Regions from separate parts of the Mus musculus genome. Here all the other regions are linked to region 1. A link is a contact called in public HiChIP or PLAC-seq and promoter capture Hi-C data. All regions are on one chromosome and are shown on one strand. Each heading gives the region's core, a stretch centred on a gene start, on an enhancer-like site or on the middle of the called end of the contact. The rest is flanking DNA. Distances are from core to core; before and after follow the strand shown.

What was found. Promoter capture Hi-C pulls out the DNA fragments that hold promoters and counts their contacts. HiChIP or PLAC-seq counts read pairs in DNA pulled down with a chosen protein or histone mark. Capture Hi-C pulls out chosen DNA fragments and counts their contacts.
Region 2: a promoter capture Hi-C map of liver shows a contact between it and region 1, with 8 times the contacts expected there. The contact joins the promoter of Mrpl39 here to the promoter of Bach1 in region 1. A contact is called at or near these places in 5 of 39 promoter capture datasets (the HPC-7 cell line, liver and pre-B cells), 2 of 484 Hi-C or Micro-C datasets (B cells and uterus), 2 of 115 datasets of contacts at active chromatin or transcription factors (astrocytes and pro-B cells) and 2 of 9 other capture datasets (adipose tissue and liver).
Region 3: an H3K27ac HiChIP or PLAC-seq map of embryonic stem cells shows a contact between it and region 1, with 8 times the contacts expected there. The contact joins the promoter of Jam2 here to the promoter of Bach1 in region 1. A contact is called at or near these places in 3 of 39 promoter capture datasets (cranial neural crest, embryonic stem cells and liver), 5 of 115 datasets of contacts at active chromatin or transcription factors (all in embryonic stem cells) and 1 of 9 other capture datasets (embryonic stem cells).
Region 4: a contact with region 1 is called in a promoter capture Hi-C map of liver, with 7 times the contacts expected there. The contact joins the promoter of Gabpa here to the promoter of Bach1 in region 1. A contact is called at or near these places in 6 of 39 promoter capture datasets (cranial neural crest, embryonic stem cells, erythroid cells and 2 more), 4 of 484 Hi-C or Micro-C datasets (B cells, CD4 T cells, muscle stem cells and 1 more), 6 of 115 datasets of contacts at active chromatin or transcription factors (astrocytes, embryonic stem cells, extraembryonic endoderm stem cells and 3 more) and 2 of 9 other capture datasets (adipose tissue and liver).
Region 5: a promoter capture Hi-C map of liver shows a contact between it and region 1, with 6 times the contacts expected there. The contact joins the promoter of Scaf4 here to the promoter of Bach1 in region 1. A contact is called at or near these places in 7 of 39 promoter capture datasets (HPC-7-derived erythroid cells, embryonic stem cells, hippocampal neurons and 3 more), 2 of 484 Hi-C or Micro-C datasets (the G1E-ER4 cell line and embryonic stem cells), 2 of 115 datasets of contacts at active chromatin or transcription factors (astrocytes and large pre-B cells) and 2 of 9 other capture datasets (adipose tissue and liver).
Region 6: a promoter capture Hi-C map of stem cell-derived epiblast-like cells shows a contact between it and region 1, with 11 times the contacts expected there. The contact joins the promoter of Sod1 here to the promoter of Bach1 in region 1. A contact is called at or near these places in 9 of 39 promoter capture datasets (the 3T3-L1 cell line, cranial neural crest, embryonic stem cells and 5 more), 1 of 484 Hi-C or Micro-C datasets (myocytes), 4 of 115 datasets of contacts at active chromatin or transcription factors (astrocytes, embryonic forebrain, embryonic stem cells and 1 more) and 1 of 9 other capture datasets (adipose tissue).
Region 7: a promoter capture Hi-C map of liver shows a contact between it and region 1, with 7 times the contacts expected there. The contact joins the enhancer-like site here to the promoter of Bach1 in region 1. A contact is called at or near these places in 3 of 39 promoter capture datasets (embryonic stem cells, hippocampal neurons and liver), 1 of 484 Hi-C or Micro-C datasets (the G1E-ER4 cell line) and 3 of 115 datasets of contacts at active chromatin or transcription factors (embryonic forebrain, embryonic stem cells and forebrain).

What each region holds. Positions count from the first base shown.
Region 1 is chr16:87,697,636-87,700,316 of GRCm38.p6, forward strand. It overlaps Bach1 (BTB and CNC homology 1, basic leucine zipper transcription factor 1), which reads left to right and starts at 1,319. Exons shown (of 5, transcript NM_007520.2): 1 at 1,319-1,421.
Region 2 is chr16:84,733,858-84,736,538 of GRCm38.p6, forward strand. It overlaps Mrpl39 (mitochondrial ribosomal protein L39), which reads right to left and starts at 1,387. Exons shown (of 10, transcript NM_017404.5): 1 at 1,297-1,387; 2 at 550-756. The coding sequence starts at 1,360.
Region 3 is chr16:84,772,756-84,775,436 of GRCm38.p6, forward strand. It overlaps Jam2 (junction adhesion molecule 2), which reads left to right and starts at 1,368. Exons shown (of 10, transcript NM_023844.5): 1 at 1,368-1,798. The coding sequence starts at 1,732.
Region 4 is chr16:84,833,826-84,836,506 of GRCm38.p6, forward strand. Gabpa (GA repeat binding protein, alpha) reads left to right here and starts at 1,299. Exons shown (of 10, transcript NM_008065.2): 1 at 1,299-1,718. Atp5j (ATP synthase, H+ transporting, mitochondrial F0 complex, subunit F) reads right to left here and starts at 1,197. Exons shown (of 4, transcript NM_001302214.1): 1 at 984-1,197.
Region 5 is chr16:90,283,165-90,285,845 of GRCm38.p6, forward strand. Scaf4 (SR-related CTD-associated factor 4) reads right to left here and starts at 1,339. Exons shown (of 20, transcript NM_178923.4): 1 at 839-1,339. The coding sequence starts at 868.
Region 6 is chr16:90,219,436-90,222,116 of GRCm38.p6, forward strand. It overlaps Sod1 (superoxide dismutase 1, soluble), which reads left to right and starts at 1,327. Exons shown (of 5, transcript NM_011434.2): 1 at 1,327-1,494. The coding sequence starts at 1,423.
Region 7 is chr16:90,195,602-90,198,282 of GRCm38.p6, forward strand. Gm35714 (a long non-coding RNA gene) reads right to left here. Exons shown (of 3, transcript XR_003951898.1): 2 at 2,289-2,447; 3 at 1,712-2,196. Among named protein-coding and RNA genes, the nearest start is that of Gm35714, 6.9 kb to the right of the region's middle. Within about 2 kb of position 1,325, at least 40 of the 459 cell types and tissues checked have an H3K27ac peak or open chromatin away from gene starts, as enhancers often do. A contact at or near this core is called in liver, where this site is marked.

The sequences.
Region 1 (2,681 bases), core at 69-2,568:
GAGACAACCCTCTCCTGGAGCCCTTGCACTGTCTGTGTGTGTTTAAGGAGCACATACATTTTGGGGCTTCCCATTTTTCTACATCTTTCCTCTGGAACTCAAAGCCAGCAACATTATTTCTTCCTACAAGTCCTCCCAGGGCTACTGGCCTCAGGGGTGGTAATTCCTTCCTCATTTTTAATCAGGTTGGCCAGCCCAGTCCTCTCTTTCTCCAGACTGATAAGCCCTGCCACGAGTGCATGCAGCTTTGCGTAAAGACACTGCCTTGAACAACAGCGAACATAATAAAAAATAGAAACGAACAATTGGATTAACACCCCAATAAGTAGCAGAGGATGAAAGCATGACCAGGACTTGAGGGAAGACGTCTGACATGACCAGACACGGATGCGTCCATGTTTCCTGGTAGTGCAGCGTAGAGGGACAACAGGAGGCTGCCAGACAGTACAATATTCCGGATATGAAGCCCAGTACAGCGTGCTTGCCCATTGGTGAATGCAGTCCGTCGTGGCTAGGCAGATAAGAGTGCAGCTTATATTCAGGCAAGTATGAAGGGCGCAAGAATAACTCTCAAAGCAGTATTGGCTGAGCACAAGGAGTAAAGGGATTTGATCGGGGAAGCATGCATATTAATGGGTTATAATGAGCAAAGCACACTCCAGGTTACCTGCCTTGCGGTTTTCGAGGAAGGGCCTCAAGGACACAAACAACTAGAAGGGAAGCTAGTGATCATTCAGAGGGGCAGCAGCCTCCCCCTCTCAGAATCTGCTCCTAAAAGTCCTGCGGAGCTTCAGACAGATGTTGACATACACCCTTTTCAGCAAGTTCAAACACCTGGTTTTTGTGCTCCTACAGGAAAGCAGCCCAGGAGCTTGGCCGAACTGAGCTTCCGAGGTTTGGGGGCGTGGGGCAGAAGACCTTATCTAATCTGTGTGTGGGGGGGGGGGAGGGGGGAGAGGGGCTGTGTGAACAAAAACCCTGGGGGCGTGGAGGCGTCAGCCTTTTTTTTTCCCTGCCTTCAGCAGGTGAGGAAGAGGTGGTCTTCCGTGACGTGTAACCTTGCCACCAAAGGCAGAGATAGGGCGACGCGGTTGGAGGCCTGGCGCTCAGCAATACAATCCACAACGTTACACGGAGCTCGCAGGAGGCGAAATAGAGAGGCTCTTACTAGCGGAGGGCGTGGCCTGGAACGGGGCGTGGCTCCAGGCAGGGCGTGGCCTGGAGCTCGGCAGGGCTTCAGCTACGGGGCGGGGCCCGGGGGCGGAACCGGGGGCGGGGCTTTAGCGCCCCGAGGCGCTGGCGGTGGTGGCGGAGAGGAACGGAGCGCAGGGGAGGAGACGGGCGGCTGTCCGCGCAGAGGGAGTGAGTCACCTGACCGCCGCTTGCCGCCTGCAGTCGGGCCGCGCCGCGTCTCGGCTCCGGTAAGTGGCTCGGGCGGTGCGCGGTGCCGTCCTTCCGTCCTTTCCGGGGGTCACCGGGGCTGGTGGCGGGCGGCCGCGCGGGCCTAGAAGGGGCGGCGGGCTGCGCGCTGTTTACGCGCTGCGCGGACTCTCTGGGCCGGCCGTGCCGGCGCCGCCCTGCACCGCGCTCCGCCGCGGGCCGCGTCCCGCTCCGCCTGCTGCGGGGGCAAGGCCGAGCGGGCCGGGGTTCCGGGACTACCGGGCGCTCCGCGCTTCCCTTTGTTGTTGCTTGGCGCACGTTTGTAATGTGGACTCGCACAGCATAGGCAGAGTGGGTCTCGATGTTAACGACACCAGCTTTTGTGTTCGTGTCCGGTAGGGCCAGGGCCAGCGCGTTTTCGATCTTCTCCGGGACTTTGGTGTCATTTAGTGGAATTGCGCCGATGGCTTTTATGTAGTGAGCTCTCTATGTTCAGCGTGCGCTGAGTCAAGGCAGACGTAGTAGTAATTCTGAAAGAACGCGTGTGGGAAAATCCTGCTCCCCAGACAGGCTTGGAAGAACAAAGACTTTTTTTTTTTTTTTCAGGATGCTGTTCTTTTTCCTTTTGGAGAATTGTAGAGTTGTGACTGCTAGCCTTGGAGGACGATGCCCCTGCTGGGTCTTTGTTTAGGCATTGAGCACTCCTCTCAGCTCACTGGGTTTGCAGGAAAGGCAGTTCAGAAAGATTAAAGGATGACCACTGTAGATTTTTGTTCGTGGCCGAGCTTTTGAGCTCTACAAATATTCAGAGAAATGGGAAGAGGTATGGGTTGGCCTATTCTTCCTGCTCTTGTGGTAGTGGTGCAAGCTCTGGGCTGGGCTTGAAGGCGCTTGCCACTTCTGGCTTTGGACATCGTAAGGGAGTCTAGAGGAAAAAAGGCTCCTGGTGAGTCATCTTGGAGTTGGGTAGCTTTGGAGGAGTGATCGCCTCTTGTTGTTTAACCGTCGGATCTGTCAAGTGGCTTCCCTTTGTTCGCTACGTTGGTTGGATAACAAGGTAGGGTGACTCTTTAAAAGAGTTTGTGTTGCTGAGTCATTCACCCCAGACTGAGAGGTAATTAGGAACAGCTGGTGCAGATACGCGCATCACATGCCTCCACTATAAAAGGCTGAGCTGCACACACGAGGGGTGGCTTCAGGAGGCCGGAGGGGGTCCAGCTGCGGGCTGTGTGTTTTGATCCAGGTAATCAGTGGCTGACGTGGTAGAGCGTGCTTAAGACGTGGCCAAGGAACACCGAGGT
Region 2 (2,681 bases), core at 137-2,636, 3.0 Mb before region 1:
ATTTCAGTTTAAATATCCTATCTATGGAAGCCCTATCCAAATCCTATCAGTACCTTTACAGCCAACGACCTCTCTAACAATAGAAACAAAACAATTAACGTCAGCATTCACTATACTTATGTTTCCATTCACACATTTAGTACCTATACTAGATAAAACCACAACATGGGACAAGTAGGAAGGAGATGAGACATATACTCGGGGGGAAAAAAAAAACTAAAAAGATAAAGGTAGAATAAATGAAAACTCAAGAAAAAAACAAACCAAAACAAACCAAAAAAACAACCCTCAAAATACTTTAATGAGACCTGCTAGATAAATGCTCCCAGAACATGCATATTACATAGTCATATTCAGACAAACTAGGGAGACAACCTGTACAGCAGAGAAATGCTACGATACCCACCGTACCCACAAAACAAAGGGGACAGTGGGTGGCAAAATGGCTGCAAATAAATTCTACAGCTTCGCCAAGTAATGACAGCATGTTCCCCTCTGCAGTGCTCTGCACAGCGCGTGTAAAATGGTCAACATTGTTCTGCTGCTTACGCATGGCACAACTGTAAGGGGTTGAGATGTTTTTATTCATCACGAAGACAGTGCCGGGATCAGTTTTCCCAACATGCTTAACTTCGATCTTCTCCGTTCGGGGGGTTAACGATAACTGCCTGCTTTTCTCTCTGTTAAACAGATCATTCCGCATTTCTGTCAGCTCCGTGGGTGACAGCTCGGCAGCTGGCGACGTCGCTATAAATCCTATTAAGAAAGCAAAGTACGTAGTTTACTCTGGACCTGTAACAAGTATTGAAAACGGTAGAATTTTGCAGAACATAAGTCAAAAATTCGACTGAGGCAAACTTGAACCACTTTATAATGTTAATAATTTAGGATCCAACAACGAAAAAACAAAAAACAAAAACGCTGGGCTCTGATTTACTCTCACATCACCACCGATTTCCTCAGTGGCGTCCTAAAACCAGACTCGATTGGGAAGGAGAGCAAAGTTGTAGTTGGAAACGGTCTGGAGGGGAGGAGAACGCTCCAGGAAGGCGGAATCCCCGTGTCCAAACGATCAATAGCTAGCATGAGAAATGCTGAACTTTTCTTCCACACCCCAAAGCAAGGGACTTGGCTAGGCAAGCGCGAGTCCTCACTCCCTGGGAGATGGGGACATGTTTGCCGAAGACTGGGGCTCCTAAAACCCCCCACAAGAGCCGCCCATGCCCGCATCCCTTCTCTTTCCCTGATTCCTGCACCCCAGATTGTCTTCCCACACCGGGAACACAAAAAACTCACTCCAGCGAGCCCCGCCGCCCGCGCCGGGCCGCCGAAGAACCAGCCTTCCCACCGCGGTAGCCATGGCTTCCCGAAGTAGCCAAGGTAGCTCGGCGTCCCGGTCCTTCTCGTCCCTCTTCCCCCGGAAACGCGGAACCCGCGGCGGAGGTTCCGTAGGACTGATCAGCTCGGGACCGGATGCTAGGAGCGCGCCGAGCCACGCGGGGGCGCATGCGCGCCTCTCCTTGGATGGCTCACCCTTGGCCGCGCTGCGAGTCTTGTCCTTGGCTCGGGGACGACCGGCTGCCCTGAGGAGTCGCAGAAGTGTCTATTGGACAGAGGAGTCACACAGGCGCCTTTGTCTCACGAGGGTTCCAGATTCCCGGCAGAAAAAAATTAGAGGAGGACTCTTTGCGTTACGTCTTTGACAGTCTGGCCAGCCACGCCGGGTACAACTCTAGAGGGTGGAAATAAAAGAGGTTTGCAAAAGTGAGTTTCAGGTCGGCTGCAGTGGGGCTGAACCCGGTTCACCGTTTAGTCGGCCACGTTCCTGGGCTCTTGGAAACACGTCGTGTTGATTTTGCAAAGAACGTCCTAGAACTCTTTTCCGAATGATCTAGGCACGACTGCACGGAGTAACCGGGAATCTGTGTCTCGTCCCTGGATGTATCCCAGAAACGCAAACCGTGCTTGGCAGCTCAGCAAATATTTGTTATGACGGTTGGTAAAAACACACTGCTACATCTAACGCCTTTGTGGTGCCAGCACGTTCCCGTTGGAGCAGCATTCTTTACTTCTGCAAAGCTGAACCAATGAACCAATATAGTTTTATAAATTTAGTCAGGAATTTTCACATGATCCCTACTTTTAACTTGTGGTGGAGCACACACTGCCACCAGGCGGAAGGGTAAGCTCGGTCACAAATGCTATGTTTTATGCCACACAAATGTGCTGTCTCCTTGGCCCAAATAATACATGTTTACAATTGCATAGGGAAAGTGTTAAGACCTTTCCTCATCTTTAAGGCAAGACATGTAAGTATAAATTTGGATTCAACCATTCAATATTGTACTGGCCTATCTCATGTAAAGTCCTCGGCCGAGAATAGTGACTGATGCCTGCAATCCCTCCTCAAGAAGGCTTAGGTAGGAGCTGGAGAAGCCTTTAGCTACTTAACACACCTTTTCCTAACAATAGAAGTTCTAAATCAACTCTGGAAAAGTGTGCGCGCGTGTGAGCGTGCATGTGTGTTTCTTCCTTAAATGTTCTATGGTTCCCCTGAAAGCTTTCAGCTTCACAGCTTTTAGAGATTGTGTCCATTTCACCCCACCCCGAAAACTATAGTTCACGGCCACATTTAAAACAATCCTCTGGACGTTAGCTTGAGAAAAATTAATCATAAGCAC
Region 3 (2,681 bases), core at 118-2,617, 2.9 Mb before region 1:
TGCATGGATGTGTGGATCCTTGGCTCTGTATTTTATCTCACTTCAGGGCCCCAAAGACAGACTTGGGGTTCACTGGAACTCTACAATGTGGCTATATCGAATCAATCAATCAATCAATCAATATCTCTCCCTTTCTCTTCTCAGTTTTCACGACTAATTTGACTCTTTTAATTGGATTGTCAAGGACAATTGACTTAACCTGTCTCTGAGCACAGGCCTTAAGTCTTTTTTTTTTTTTTTTTTTTTTTTTGCCTTAAGTCTTAAGTTAGATGACACCCTTACTCCCTTACTGTTTGTGAGTTTGGGCTACCAGCTCCATTTTTGCCTTTTTTTTTTTTTTTTTTTTTAACTTTGCTTTTCTTGCCCTCAGGGGTCTTCTGTCCCCTCCCCTTCCCCATGAGGGCCAAAGCTTTCATCACTGTTGCCCAGGCAACAGTGGGGATGCCTCATTCCTCACAGCTCTGCATATCTAAGTATATCTTAAGCCTTTGTCCGCAAGGCTGGCTCAATTCTTTGTAAGTGGTCCACCACTAAATCAGCCATCCTCTACACATAATTATTTATTATTTAGCTTTATTTAAAACGATTTTAAAAAATGTCTTCACCTGACAACGGCCTTTACACAGACGGGTCAATTTTCTTGAATGCCCCAGCCATCAGTTCTGGAGAGGAAATGTGAAAATCGCCTTTGCAAGTGCACGCTTCCGAAGTGCGGGTCAATTTTAAAGCACGCACTGGAGCATTCATAATGGATTTCCCTTTTAAAAGCACATGAGACCAAAAATAAACCTGACAAAAGGGCAGCTGTAGAGTTTTAACATGTGGAAAACTCCACAGGCGGCAGTTACATAACGGGGAAGAAACAAGATAAATATTTCACACCGTTAGATGAACTTCCAGATGACAACTAAGAAGCCAAGAGCCCAGAACACACCTTAACTCTCTAAGGGGTTGGGGGGACGGGGAGGACGGACTTGAAGCCAGAAGAGGCTAAGCCTGATGATAAAATCTGGGACCTGACTTGCAACTTGAGTGATGCCTTTGTCCCCCGCCCCCTCCGCCCCTCCCCACCCCCCCTTTCTAGAGGCAGGGGCTGAGCTCATGCCCCTATACTTTAAGAGCGCTTCGCCAGCGGTTTTGTCCGCTAGATAGAAATTTTCCAAAAAATATCTCCCACGCTAGGCAAAACACTGAAAAGGAAGTTTTTTTGCGCCAAGAGGAGAGACATGGCGAGACAGACCGAGCCACTACCGCTCCCAACACACACACACCCTGCCCATCCCACCCGGCTGCGCTCCTCCTGCCCCCAGCTCCTCGCCCTGGGGACAGCTGGCAGCCTAGCGCGGGACTAGACACAAAGCGGATCAGTCTGGGGGCGGGGGGCCGACCTGCAGGGTTCTCCCTCAAGAGGCTAGTCCTCTGCCGCCACTCGCTTAGGACCCTGCGGACACCGCGTCCCGCGTCCACGCCCTCCCCTCAACCCTCTTCCACCCTTCAAAAGAAGGACTGTCCCAGACACCACGTCCTAGGGCCAGAAGACCTGCCCCCACGACAGTCGCTGGAGACACCCCAGACCGGAGAGACTGACATCGGGACAGGACCCGCCCCTCTGCTTCCACCTCTCAGGGACCTCCTCTGCTCCGCCGCCGGGCGAAGTGCTGGGAGACCCAGCCGCCTGTCGCGCTCCTGCAGGGGGACCCTCAGCTAGGCAGCCAGCTGGCGCCCGCGTAGATGGCGAGGAGCCCCCAAGGCCTCCTGATGCTGCTGCTGCTACACTACTTGATCGTCGCCCTGGACTGTAAGTCTCTGGGGTAACAGTCCTTTCCACCCTCCGGTCTGGCTATACCAGCCTCCGGGACCCTCGCCTGCAGGCATGGCGCTCAGTGCTAGGGGGTCTGTCTCGGGGCGCCAGGCTTTGCAGTCTGGGAGCACGGAGGGTAATCTGGATGAGGGCAGGCTCTGGGCAGGGAGACTGAAGTCCTGTGCGTCTTGTAAATAGTGTTGGATCTGGGCAGTTAAGAATTGAAGAAAACAGACGATCCTCATCTCCTTGCAAAGTCCGAGGAAGTTTTCAAAGACACCGGGACGTGATCAGAATGCAAAACTCTCTAAGTATTCAAGATGCGAAGAGCCCAAGAAAGATGGCATCCGGGGTTGGCGAAGGCCACTCTTAAGTAGCTGCGGCTGAGGGATCAGTGGTTACGGTCCCAGCTGCCCCGGGCAAGGTGCTGGGTAAAGCACTTTAGAGGCGGTAGCGGGGTGAAATTAGCTGAGCCCCAGTAGCTTTTCGCCTTTACGCCTGCAAAACCGGCTTAGAGAAGTCTGTCCGCTCCAGCCAGCTGCCGTGTCCTCAGGGGATGTCCAGCCAGCGGGACTGGCTGTTAGGATTGTTAGAAAGGCGCAGGCGATGAATGAGCGAGCTGGCAGCTGGCATAGCTGCGGAGGCGTCCCAAAGCCAGTTTAGTTTCTCTGGGTACTTTGAAAGAGGATTTGCGCGGGTGCTGGCCTAATGTGATTTGAAATTTGATTTTTGTTTTCTTCGCGTTAACTTTTTAGGAAAAGGTAGGAAATTACTATCTATTTTTAAGTGAGGAAGTCCTTGTTGTTGTTGTTGTTGTTGTTGTTGATGATGATGATAAACACCCTCCCCCTCCCTGTTATCTTTTGTTCTGTTGGTTTCT
Region 4 (2,681 bases), core at 49-2,548, 2.9 Mb before region 1:
TTCCACAGTCAACCTGCTCCCAATCTAACTGCCAAGACGGTCATTTCTTCTACAAGACAGGGAAAATACATTTTCACTTTCAATAACGCACCATCCCAAACAATGATTTCCAATCCCCACGTCTAATTTAGCGTACTCTCTGAACCCCAAACATACATGTATACTCACCTCCTAAGTCCTACTCAATCGTTCTAACAGTGACCACATTCTCTCTTACCAAAACTACTTGTTGTTTCTCCTTCACTGCCTTTCACTTTTTCAGATTAAATAGAGAATGCGATCTGTTCATGATCACACGGAAGACAAATGGCATCCTAAGTGTAGAACACCATTTGGGACAAATTCCGTACTGAATTAATATCCTGCACTAGCTTGCTGCTTGTTAGAGGTCTGATAGTAACAATATTGGGGAAAGCATGGTGGGGGTGGGGGTGGGGTAATCAAAGTTCAAACCCAGAGGTGTAGCTTTGGGAAGGCGCACGGCTCTCCTATTTATAGCGGTTGACTGACCAGCCTAGCCGAAGGCTAGTCCCTTTGCTGCTCGTGAGTATCTAATCATAAAGTCAATCGACAAAGCATGACTTCTAGATTGGATATAAAACTTTTAGGATATCACCATCGCCCTTTCCTGTCTTAGGAGGCTCGATCGCCGCCTGCATTATTCACAAGCCTGTGGCGCGCCGTGACCTTGGGCTGCCCCAGGCGGGCTGCAGGCTCACCACCCCGTCTTTTCTGCTTTTCGAGTCGGCCCGCTCTGCTCCCAGGAGAGCATTCACGGTCTTATTTAGTGAGCGTAAGGCAAATCTGAATACCCAGCAGGGCCGAGGTCACCTGTGACCCCAGGCCAGGCCAGGACGGTGCCAAGGACACGGGGCTGCGCTCTACTCCCAGGGCAAAGGTGACGGGCAGCCCTCTCTCCTCGTGAAGAAACCCAGAAGCTCAGTCCCAGGAGGCCGAGCTAGCCCAGTTACCCTCCCAGTCACCTTGCACTGAGTCCCGAGCTGCCAGAGTCACCGCCGCCGCCACCGTTCTACTTCCGGCCCTGGCTCCGCCTACACACGCCTACCCGCCATCGCAAGGCACTATGGGCCGCGGCTTCAGTCGTTCGACGCTCACCGGACAGGAAGCGCCTCGAAGGGAGTCTGCGACCGGACGCCTCTAGGTGAGACAGAAGCCAAACAGGAGGAGGAAGTGGAGGGTAAGTGCTTCCGGGTCCCTCAGCTAAGACTCCGCCATCTTTCCTACACTTTAACTTCACCCCCTTTTCCCTCTTGGAGACACTGCACTGTACGCATGCGTATTCTGGCCTGTCCCCTAGTTCAAGCTCCCTTCGGAGTCAGCGTCCCGATCCTTGGGGTTGGGGAGGTGGATGTAGGGTGGGGGTACAAAGGAGCGCGTAAAAACCAAAACCAAAACAAAACAAAAAACCAAAGCGGCTGGGGGGCGTTTGTGCCTCGTGAGCCCCGTCGTCGCGGGCGTTTCGGGCCGCGCAGCCTGCTGGGAGTTGTAGTTCCAGGCCCGGGGGTGCCTGGGAGGCGGGAGAGGGGCTGGGGTTCCTTAGCGCCGATTCCACGGGAAGGGCCCCGGGACCTTACCCTGCTACTCGCGGGAGCGGCGCGGCTCGCCCGGAGAGGCGCTGTACCTGGAGCCCGCGCCGCCGCCGTTCCCAGCCGGCTGTGGAAGCGCGGGCTAGGGCCACGGGACGAATTCCGGAGCTGGTGAGTTGCGGACGCGGGCTGGCGGGGAGCGCGGGCCCGCGCGGGCGGCCTGGTTCCGGGGCTTGTCCCCCCCCGCGGCCGCCTCTGTGTTTTGTTTCCGCTGGGTCCCCGGCGCTGCGACTCCCATTTCCGTTCGTGGAGACTTGAGGGAGCCTGGTGGGGAGGGGCGGGAGAGGCTGTGCGGGAAGCCGAGGGGAGGGGCGCGGGGAGCGGCGTGGCCCGGGCCGCGTTGCGGGACGCGGCGGAGTCGCCCGTCGCACGGGCGCGGTCCAGGCTCGGCGCGCTGGCCGAGCGCACAGCCCCGGGCGCTCCCGGGTCTCTCGGGAAGATGCCAGACCTGTCTGTCACCCGAGTCAGCCATCCCCGCACTAGCAGTACCGATTGCCCTTCTGGAACTGTCCTAGAGTCGCATCGGTGCAATCGTTCTAATGCATAGGATGACTTTCTGCGTCTTTCCCGAAGATGTCAGTGAAAGTTACTGTACCTTGCCAACTTCCCCCACTCCTCCCCCCGACCTTTTTTGGGGGTTGGTGTAGTGCAGTGAACACAACGATGGAGTTTAGGGGATTCCACCCTTAGGGTCCACAGCATAGAGAATGGTGCCAGCGCATCGTTTCACGATGACAAACAGTCATTTGAAACTAAATCCTTAGGTAGGCCAGTGAGATGGTTCGACAGGTAAAGGCACTTGCTGCCGAGCCAGACTGTTCAGCCTCTGGAATCCAGATGGAAGGAGGAGAGAACTGTCTGCTCTCTGACCTCCACAAGTGCGCATGCGCACCTTATAAGTGGTGTCTGGGTACGTGTAAGTTTGTGTTGGGTGTCACTTTCTAGCCTGGCTGACCTTGAACTTGCTATGTAGATTAGACCGGCCTAGAGTTTAGAGGCCTATCTGCCTCTATTTTCTGAGCGCCGGCATTAAAGGTGTGCACTACCTTGCCTAGCAAAATAAGTGCATTTTTT
Region 5 (2,681 bases), core at 89-2,588, 2.6 Mb after region 1:
GGTCGTCTCCTCCTCCCACATCCATTCAGATAAATAAGATAGTATGGACTTTATGCCCCTAAGCAGCACATGGAACGATCAGAGATACAACTAGAGAGCTTTAAGGCGGCAGGCAGCTTTGTTCCCGGTTTGGGGAGGTTTTCACATGTAAATGTCCCTGAGGAAGGGAGCTGAGGATTAAGTACCCCGAGAGGGCGGTGCGAGGGTGAGCAGGTGGAGACCCAAGCAGCCTTACTAGCGGACTAAATGGGGCGTACACTTTGCTCTCCCATTCAACTTTTTAGGTGTCACGATGTACAGAAAGGGCACGTTCTAGATAGAAAGGCCAAGGGAACTACCGCTCTATGTTCATTTGTGAGCGTGTCAATCCAGGAGGTGGGAGGGCAGACACCCTCTCTAAGTCTCCGCCAACCGGGATCAGAGTCCAGCGGCCGCCGCGCAGCGCCGCGGCCTGAGCAACAGGAGAACCCAGGCGGCTGCTACGCCGGCCCCGGGACTCGCGGGAACTCCCGCCCCTGAGTCGGCCGAGCGCTCCGTTGCAGCCCCTGGCGGGATCCCGGCCCCGTAAAGCCGATAACGGGGCCGGGAGCAGCATAAGGGCCACGTTGAAGAAGCGGGAGTCGGCACAGGCCGGAAGGGGGCGAAGGGGCACTGGCGGGGGAGGGGCGCGGGGTCAGCCCCCGGCGGTGGCCGCGACCTCTCCCCGGCTCCAGGCCCGCTGCCCCGGAACCGGGGCAGGAAGCGTCCCCGCCCGGACTCGGTGCTCGAAAGCCCTCGGGCAGCGAGAGAAGCGGCCCCGGCGTGGCCCGCACCAGCCCTAACCCCAAGCACTCCTCACCTCCTGGTTGAAGGCGTTGACGGCGTCCATGTTCGCGCGCGTTGCGGCGGCGGCTGCGGCTGCTCCGGGCCCGCCGGTCACCTAGACCTGGAGCGGCGGCTGAGTAGGGCCGGGTGCCGGCAGGGCCCTTGGGCGTGGAGGGGGAGGAGGACGGGAGGCGACGAGCGGCGGAGGCCGAGCAGGAAGGGGCTGCGGCCGAGGCGGCGAGGCTGGGCCGGTCGAGCGCAGGCAGAGGCGGCGGGCCCCTGCTCAGTCCCGTGCGCCGGAGGAGGGATGGGAGGCGGCGGCAGCGCGGGGCTCCAACATGTCCGTTTGGCGGCGGCGGCTGCGCTCTGCGTCGCGCTGACACGGCCCCCCGCGCCCTCCCTCACGCACTGGCCCACACTGGCCCGGCCGGCGAGCGGGCGGGCCTCTCTGTCTCTCTCCTCTCTTTCGCCAGCAGGATGGCGGCAGCGACCCGAGTGCACGCCGCGCGAAGCACCCTGGGACAGCTCGGGCCTCCAAGCGCTTCCTGAGCCCGGCTCCGCCCCGCTCGTGCTTGGCTCCGCCCACGCCCCGCCCCTCCGCGCCCCACCGGCGCCGAGCCGCTAGCGTGTGACCGCGCGTTGTCGCGCGCTTTCCCGCCGGTTGCGGCTGCGGAGAGTTCCCGTCTTCTGGGCTCAGGATCCGGACGACGGCTCCCGGGGTGCATTGTGTCCGGGCAGGACTGCGCCCTGCTGCTGCGACAAACAAAGCGCGGAGGGTGAGCGTCTGCAGTCTCCAAGTCCCCTGCTTCGACTTGCGTGCGGACCTGGTGGACGCCCTGAGCAACTTCCGAGGACTGGGCTCCTGAACCCCTAACGCTAATCTCCCCAAACCCCGTTGGGTCGCTCTCGGCAGAAGTGTGTTCTGATTCACTTGAGTTCTCACCGCCTGCCGCGCGCTGCGACCGCTGTCTGTTGGGTGTGTGAAAAATGAAAGTTTTTCTGTAGAAACCTCACTTTTGTGGAGCATGAGTATAAAAGCTAGAAGGCCTGACTCGTACTGGAAGTTGGGGACTACTTCCCGTAGAAAAGGGCGAGCATCCTAAAAGAATTCGAGAAAGGAGGGGCCCTCTGGACCTTGCGCGCTGTGCTATCACCTCTCCTTGGAGGACAACCGGCTGGTACTTAGGGAAAGCAACTGGCCCTACCGAGACCAGATCCTAGCAGAGTTAGGATTTTGTTCTTAAGGGGGCATCATGCAGGTTGACATCCTGCAAAGTATGCATGCGGAAGAAAGTGGGGCCAGGAACAGCATGGCTTCGGGCCCTGGAGATGATGAGGCTGAAGGTATCAGGCACTGGAGGAAAGACAGAATGGTGTTCCGGAGGGAAGATGCACACTGCTTCTTGAAGGACATGAGTGCTGGGTTTGCGTCAACTTGGTAATAATTTAAGGAAGGAATGAGTTTGAGGGCGTAATGGCTAATCTTTGTCAATGCCTATGAACAGTGTCCTCATTTAAGTCAGCCTAGTTCAGTTAACCACCATGCCCAAGTTTATCTGGCTAGACGGTTATCTTTTCGGGCTCTAGCCATCTGAGCTGTCCCTGGGATAGTTAACTGAGGGCTTTTGCGATATGGGTAAAGTCCAGGAAAATGGCTGAGAGGAGGTAGATACCTGGGATTCAATACTGCACAGCTAACAGGAGCTGAAAAGTCAGACAGACAAGGAGCAGAGGTGTTTAAGAACAAGGTGTTTGGCCCAGCATGGTGGCACACGCCTTTAATCCCAGTACTGGGGAGGCAGAGGCAGGTGGATTTCTGAGTTCGAGACCAGCCAGGGCTATACAGAGAAACCCTGTCTCGGAAAAAAAAAAGAAAA
Region 6 (2,681 bases), core at 77-2,576, 2.5 Mb after region 1:
CAGCCTGTCTGTTCTACACAATGAGTTCCATGAGAGCCAAAGGTACACAGTGTGATATTTTTAAAAAGGTATGTGTGTCTTTTTTTTTTTCAAATTTTTATTATTTTCTTCATTTACATTTCAAATGCTATCTGGGGAGTCCCCTATACCACGCCCCCCTGCTCCCCTCCCCACCCACTCCCACTTCTTGGCCCTGGCATTCCACTGTACTGAGGCATATAAATTTGCAAGACCAAGGGCCTCTCCTCCCAGTGATTGTCGAGTTGGCCATCTTCTGCTACATATGCAGCTAGAAACACGAGCTCCGGAGGTACTGGGTAGTTCATATTGTTGTTCCACCTATAGGGTTGTAGACCCCTTCAGCTCCTTGGGTACTTTCTCTAGCTCCTCCATTAGGGGCCCTGTGTTCCATCCAATAGATGACTGTGAACATCCACTTCTGTATTTGCCAGGCACTGGCAAAGCCTTACACGAGACAGCTATATCAGGGTCCTTTCAGCAAAATCTTGCTGGCATACGCAATAGTGTCTGCATTTGGTGGCTGATTATGGCACGGATCTCCAGGTGGGGCAGTCTCTGGATGGTCCATCCTTTTGTCTCAGCTCCAAACTGTGTCTCTGTAACTCCGTCCATGGGTATTTTGTTCGTTATTTTAAGGAGGAATGAAGTATCCACACGTTGGTCTTCCTTCCTCTTGATTTTCTTGTGTTTTGCGTGTGTGTGTGTGTGTGTGTGTGTGTGTGTGTGTCTTAACTGGCAGAGCACTTGTCTGTCATGCAGGGGGCGGGGTGGGGGGTGGGGACTGTCTAATCTCCAGCTCTAGTAACAAAAATAAAAGAAGTAAAAAATAAGTAAGAAACGGGGGTGTGTCTAGAGATAGAACATGGGCTTTACACATTTTAGACATCATGAGAAAATAAAGCTGGAAATGACACTGGGCATCCATCTTGGCGCATCTCAACTTTCACACTGCAACCGAGGCGCGCTGTGCAAAGTCAGTGACAATCCGCATTTCCAGACACAGTGGGTTCAGACCTTCCAGGCGCGCACGCGGGCCTCGTGTTCTCGGTTTCCGCGGCGACTCGGCCGACGTCACAGTTAGAAGACAATAGCGACTTTCCCCGCTCAGGCTCCTCGGGAACTTTCTCAGTCCGCACGCTCCAGGAGCCGGAGCTACCCTCCGCCCCGCCCCCAGCGTGCCCCGCGGCCAGGGAGCTCCACGAAGGGCGGGCGGAGGCCGCGGGTAGCGATTGGTTCCGTGCCAAGGTGGGCGTGGTCAGACTCAGGCCTATAAAAGCTCCGTGGCGCCAGGGCCTCGTTTTTTTGCGCGGTCCTTTCCTGCGGCGCCTTCCGTCCGTCGGCTTCTCGTCTTGCTCTCTCTGGTCCCTCCGGAGGAGGCCGCCGCGCGTCTCCCGGGGAAGCATGGCGATGAAAGCGGTGTGCGTGCTGAAGGGCGACGGTCCGGTGCAGGGAACCATCCACTTCGAGCAGAAGGCAAGGCCCGGGGCGCGGGGCGCAGGCCGCGGTGACGCGGCGCACCTGTGCGGGAGCACGCCACGCCCCCGCCACGGCCTGAGCCCGCTAAGTGCTGAGTCACCGTGGCCTGGGGCAGGGGCTGGGCGCCGGGAAGCGAGGCCCGGGGCGCCGCGGGGCCTTCCGGGCGGGCGGGGGCCTCCCCGCGCCCCGGAGCGGCTGGGCCTGCCCGGGAGAGCCGGCTTGGCATCCGTTATCCTTCTGGGGCTGCTGCTTTTCCGGTGTCCGTGTCCCACAGGCTCAGAGCCCCGTGGCCACCGGCTGCGATTGTTGTAAGAATATTTGAACCCGGTGGTGCCAGACCGGACTAAGGCCGCAGGACGCGTTTGCGGCACTTTAAAGCAAAGTCCTGGGCTGTTCTGTACTAGGTCAGGGTCGTGTCGCAAGGCGGAAAGAAAGAGATGGCCTTGGACAGCCGTCCCTTGCTTTGCACTCCAGAGAGAGACCCGGCTGTGGGTTTTTTCTACCACAGCGAGTTTCTGAGCACATTTTGGAAAAGTACATAGAGATATTTTCGAAAATACTGTGACCCTGCAAAAACACATGCGTCACAGGGAAGATGTGTGTGGTAAGGTTGTGTCCAGAGCCTTAGGGAGGTTACCGTTGTTGTATTCACCTTAATCCCGAGAGAATATTTGATAAATGAGCGTTATGTGCTCTCTGAAGTGGTGGACATACGTGTGAGAAGGCAGACACCATAGTGAATCCCAAGTGTTTGGTTTACGACGAGAACTGATAACGGCAATTTAGAGTTTTTCGTAACTAGCCTCGTTTCCAGCAGTTTCTTGGCATTGAAATGCGTTTTGTTGTTTTCCTGTGGAAGTTTTTTGTTTTTGTCTTTTTCTCCTCCCCACGTAATTCACTGTGAGAAAGACGAAGTTCGGCTGGGTCTTACCCCTGTGTGTGGGTTTCTGTCATCTTCCACCATGCCATGCCAGAGCAGCTCGCACTATTTTTGTGACGCTGCAAACTACACATCGCTGGTGCCCTTTGTACCCAATGAAACGATAGTTAAGCATTCCAGATTGGCAGTTGTAATCAAAGCTGGTTGATTTAACCTGTTGCCAACTTTTCAGAATCAGATTTTTCTACCCAAAGTTCATATTCCCTTATTCTGTTGCAAAAGTTGGACATTTAAAAAAAAAAAA
Region 7 (2,681 bases), core at 75-2,574, 2.5 Mb after region 1:
CCTTGTCTACTCTACAGACCTCATATTGTTTTGTATTCTCAAGACTAAGCACACAATGGCATTACCGTTCTGCTGGACAACAAGTGCAGTGTAACTGATCTAACCTCGGGGGTTTTCTCGTATGTGCAGAGCTGGCATTCACCGTGAAAATGCCCCCAGAGGCCTTAATTCCAACAAGGGGCTTTTTTTGGGCTTTGAGTATTATTCTTCAGGGAATATTCAATTCCTTTTCTTCCCCCCAGACAAGAGAAGTGGTTAGTCAGCTTACAGGAATGGGCTCTTCATGGCCACAGTCATCAAATGTGCCTCTACATAAGTGGGCAAGCAGTACACTTGTGCTGAACCATGGCATCTGCATGGAGCTGGCCACTTCTGTCTCAGTCCCCACAGCACCTCTTCCTGGAGGCACACAGATAATGTCTTCCCAGTAAGGAGGAAATGAGGAGATTCAGAGAGAGCAAAAGGCTTACCTGGAAAGTGGAAAATCCAAGACTAGAGTCACATGTTCAGAGTCCTAGCCCAAGACTAAAGACTTTGGGCACTGGTTCCCAAGATCTCTCTCATGTCTCATGACAGTAAGGGCCAGGGTTTCACTACTACTTCTACATTCAGTAGTTCACGACATGGCAGCAATTATATTTACAGTTATGATTTTTTTAAAAAACAAAAGGACAAAGATTGACAGCATCCAAGGAGGGAAAAACAGTTTCATATGCAAAGCTTCCCTGCGTCCTTAACCAGCGAAGTCTTAGGTGATATTGAATGTTTTTGGAAAAAATGTGTGACTGTGAGTGTGACAGAGTGCAGGGCAGGAGTGTGCCACAGTGTGAGTGTGACAGAGCACAGGGTAGAAGTGTACCACAGTATGACTGTGAGTGTGACAGTCTCAGGACAGGAGTGTGCCACAGTGTGACTGTGAGTGTGACAGTCTCAGGACAGGAGTGTGCCACAGTGTGACTGTGAGTGTGACAGAGTACAGGGCAGGAGTGTGCCACAGTGTGACTGTGAGTGTGACAGTCTCAGGGCAGGAGTATGCCACAGTGTGAGTGAGTGTGACAGGGCAGGAGTGTGCTACAGTGTGAGTGAGTGTGACAGGGCACAGGGCAGAAGTGTGCCACAGTTGAGTCTTATGGACATGGCAGCTGACCCATCGGTTGGTCTCCTCAGTTTTTAATCACTTCCGGGGTCAGGCTGATATTTCTTGTCCAAATCTCTCACCATAAATTAGACTATAGGGCATTACGCAAGGGCGTACAGCTAACAGCACTCTTATCAGACAGGTCATCCCAAGAGTCGAGATATGGTTTCCCAGGAGCTGAGGACAAAGGTTTAGAATTCTTTATTGCACAATCTACTCTCTCTGCAACCCACTGTTGTAAGTGTGTGCCCTGCGGGCCATCACATTGGATTTATGTGAGTTTCTGTGCCCACAGAAAGGGAAATCCAATTTGACTACAAAACATGACTGGGAAATAGAATGTGAACATCCCAGAAGGGGAAGACAAGGCACAGGGGACACATAGGTGAACTTTATGAAGACAGAAATGCAGTAAGTTCCAAGGACAGAGAAGTCACGTCTGGAGTTTTTCTCTGTGCTGTCCATGTAGAAGCAAAGTGCTGGTTGGAGCCCATTGATTGCTGGTTCCAGTCCTGTTCCTGACTGATTGCACAGAGGACACCTAGGGCAAGTTCGGGGTTGGGGGGGGGGGGGTTGGGGGGAGTCTGAAAAGCCAACCCAACTGTGGTGTCAAGCTGCATTCAGAGTGAGGGAACCTCACTCGGCTTGCAGCCTGTGCAGTCGGTGTGGGCTCACCCCTGTACTCACTTTCTTATCTTTGCTATATTGGTAGTGGGAAAGGACCGCACCACCACTAGGGCAAAGTTCAACAGGAAGGAAGCCAAGGCTTATCATCTGGAGGAGCAGGAGCGGGGGCGGGGCGGAGGTGGGCGGGGCGGAGATCGGAGGAAACGCTGGGGCCGTGTGGAGGGTTGGAGGAACTGGCAGTGGTGCGCTTTTGCCCCAACCTGGACTGACCTCAAGGAGGACCTGGCACGTTTCTCTTCTCCCTAGTTCTGAGCCTACCCTCTGCCCCTTTAAGATTTCAGTTCGCCTCTAATCTTCCAGGGAAAATCGCTGGGCTCTGGACCGCCTCCCAAAGACGCCTGTGTTAGCAGCCTGGTCACCAGAGGGTGGTGCTGTTGGGAGAACGGAGAAGATTGAGAAGGGAGACTCAGCCCTCAACCAGGCCCCAGACTGTACGGTGGAGGGTGGAGCGGAGGATACTTACAGGGCAGAGCAGCATTCGACTTAGGGTGTGGGGTAGGTGACTGGAGCTGCGTTAGTCATGATCTGTGTGTCTGTAACCAAGCTCTGTGGTTTGCCATGCGATACACAAGAGGAAAAGGCCCAGCGTGACGGCACACACCAGCAGTTCTAGCCCTTGGAGCTGGAGGTAGGAGGATCAACAGTTTGAGGCCAGCCTGGGCTACATGAGACAACAATTCAAACAAACAAACAAACTCCCTCTCCTCCAGCCAAGCAAGATGCCCAAGGGGAAGAAGGCCAAGGGGAAGAAGGTGATCCCCACCCCCCATCGTGAGGAAACAGAAGAGGTGGTCAATCCTTTGTTTGAGAAAAGGCCCAAGAACTTAGACAGGATATCCAGCCCAAAAGAGATCCA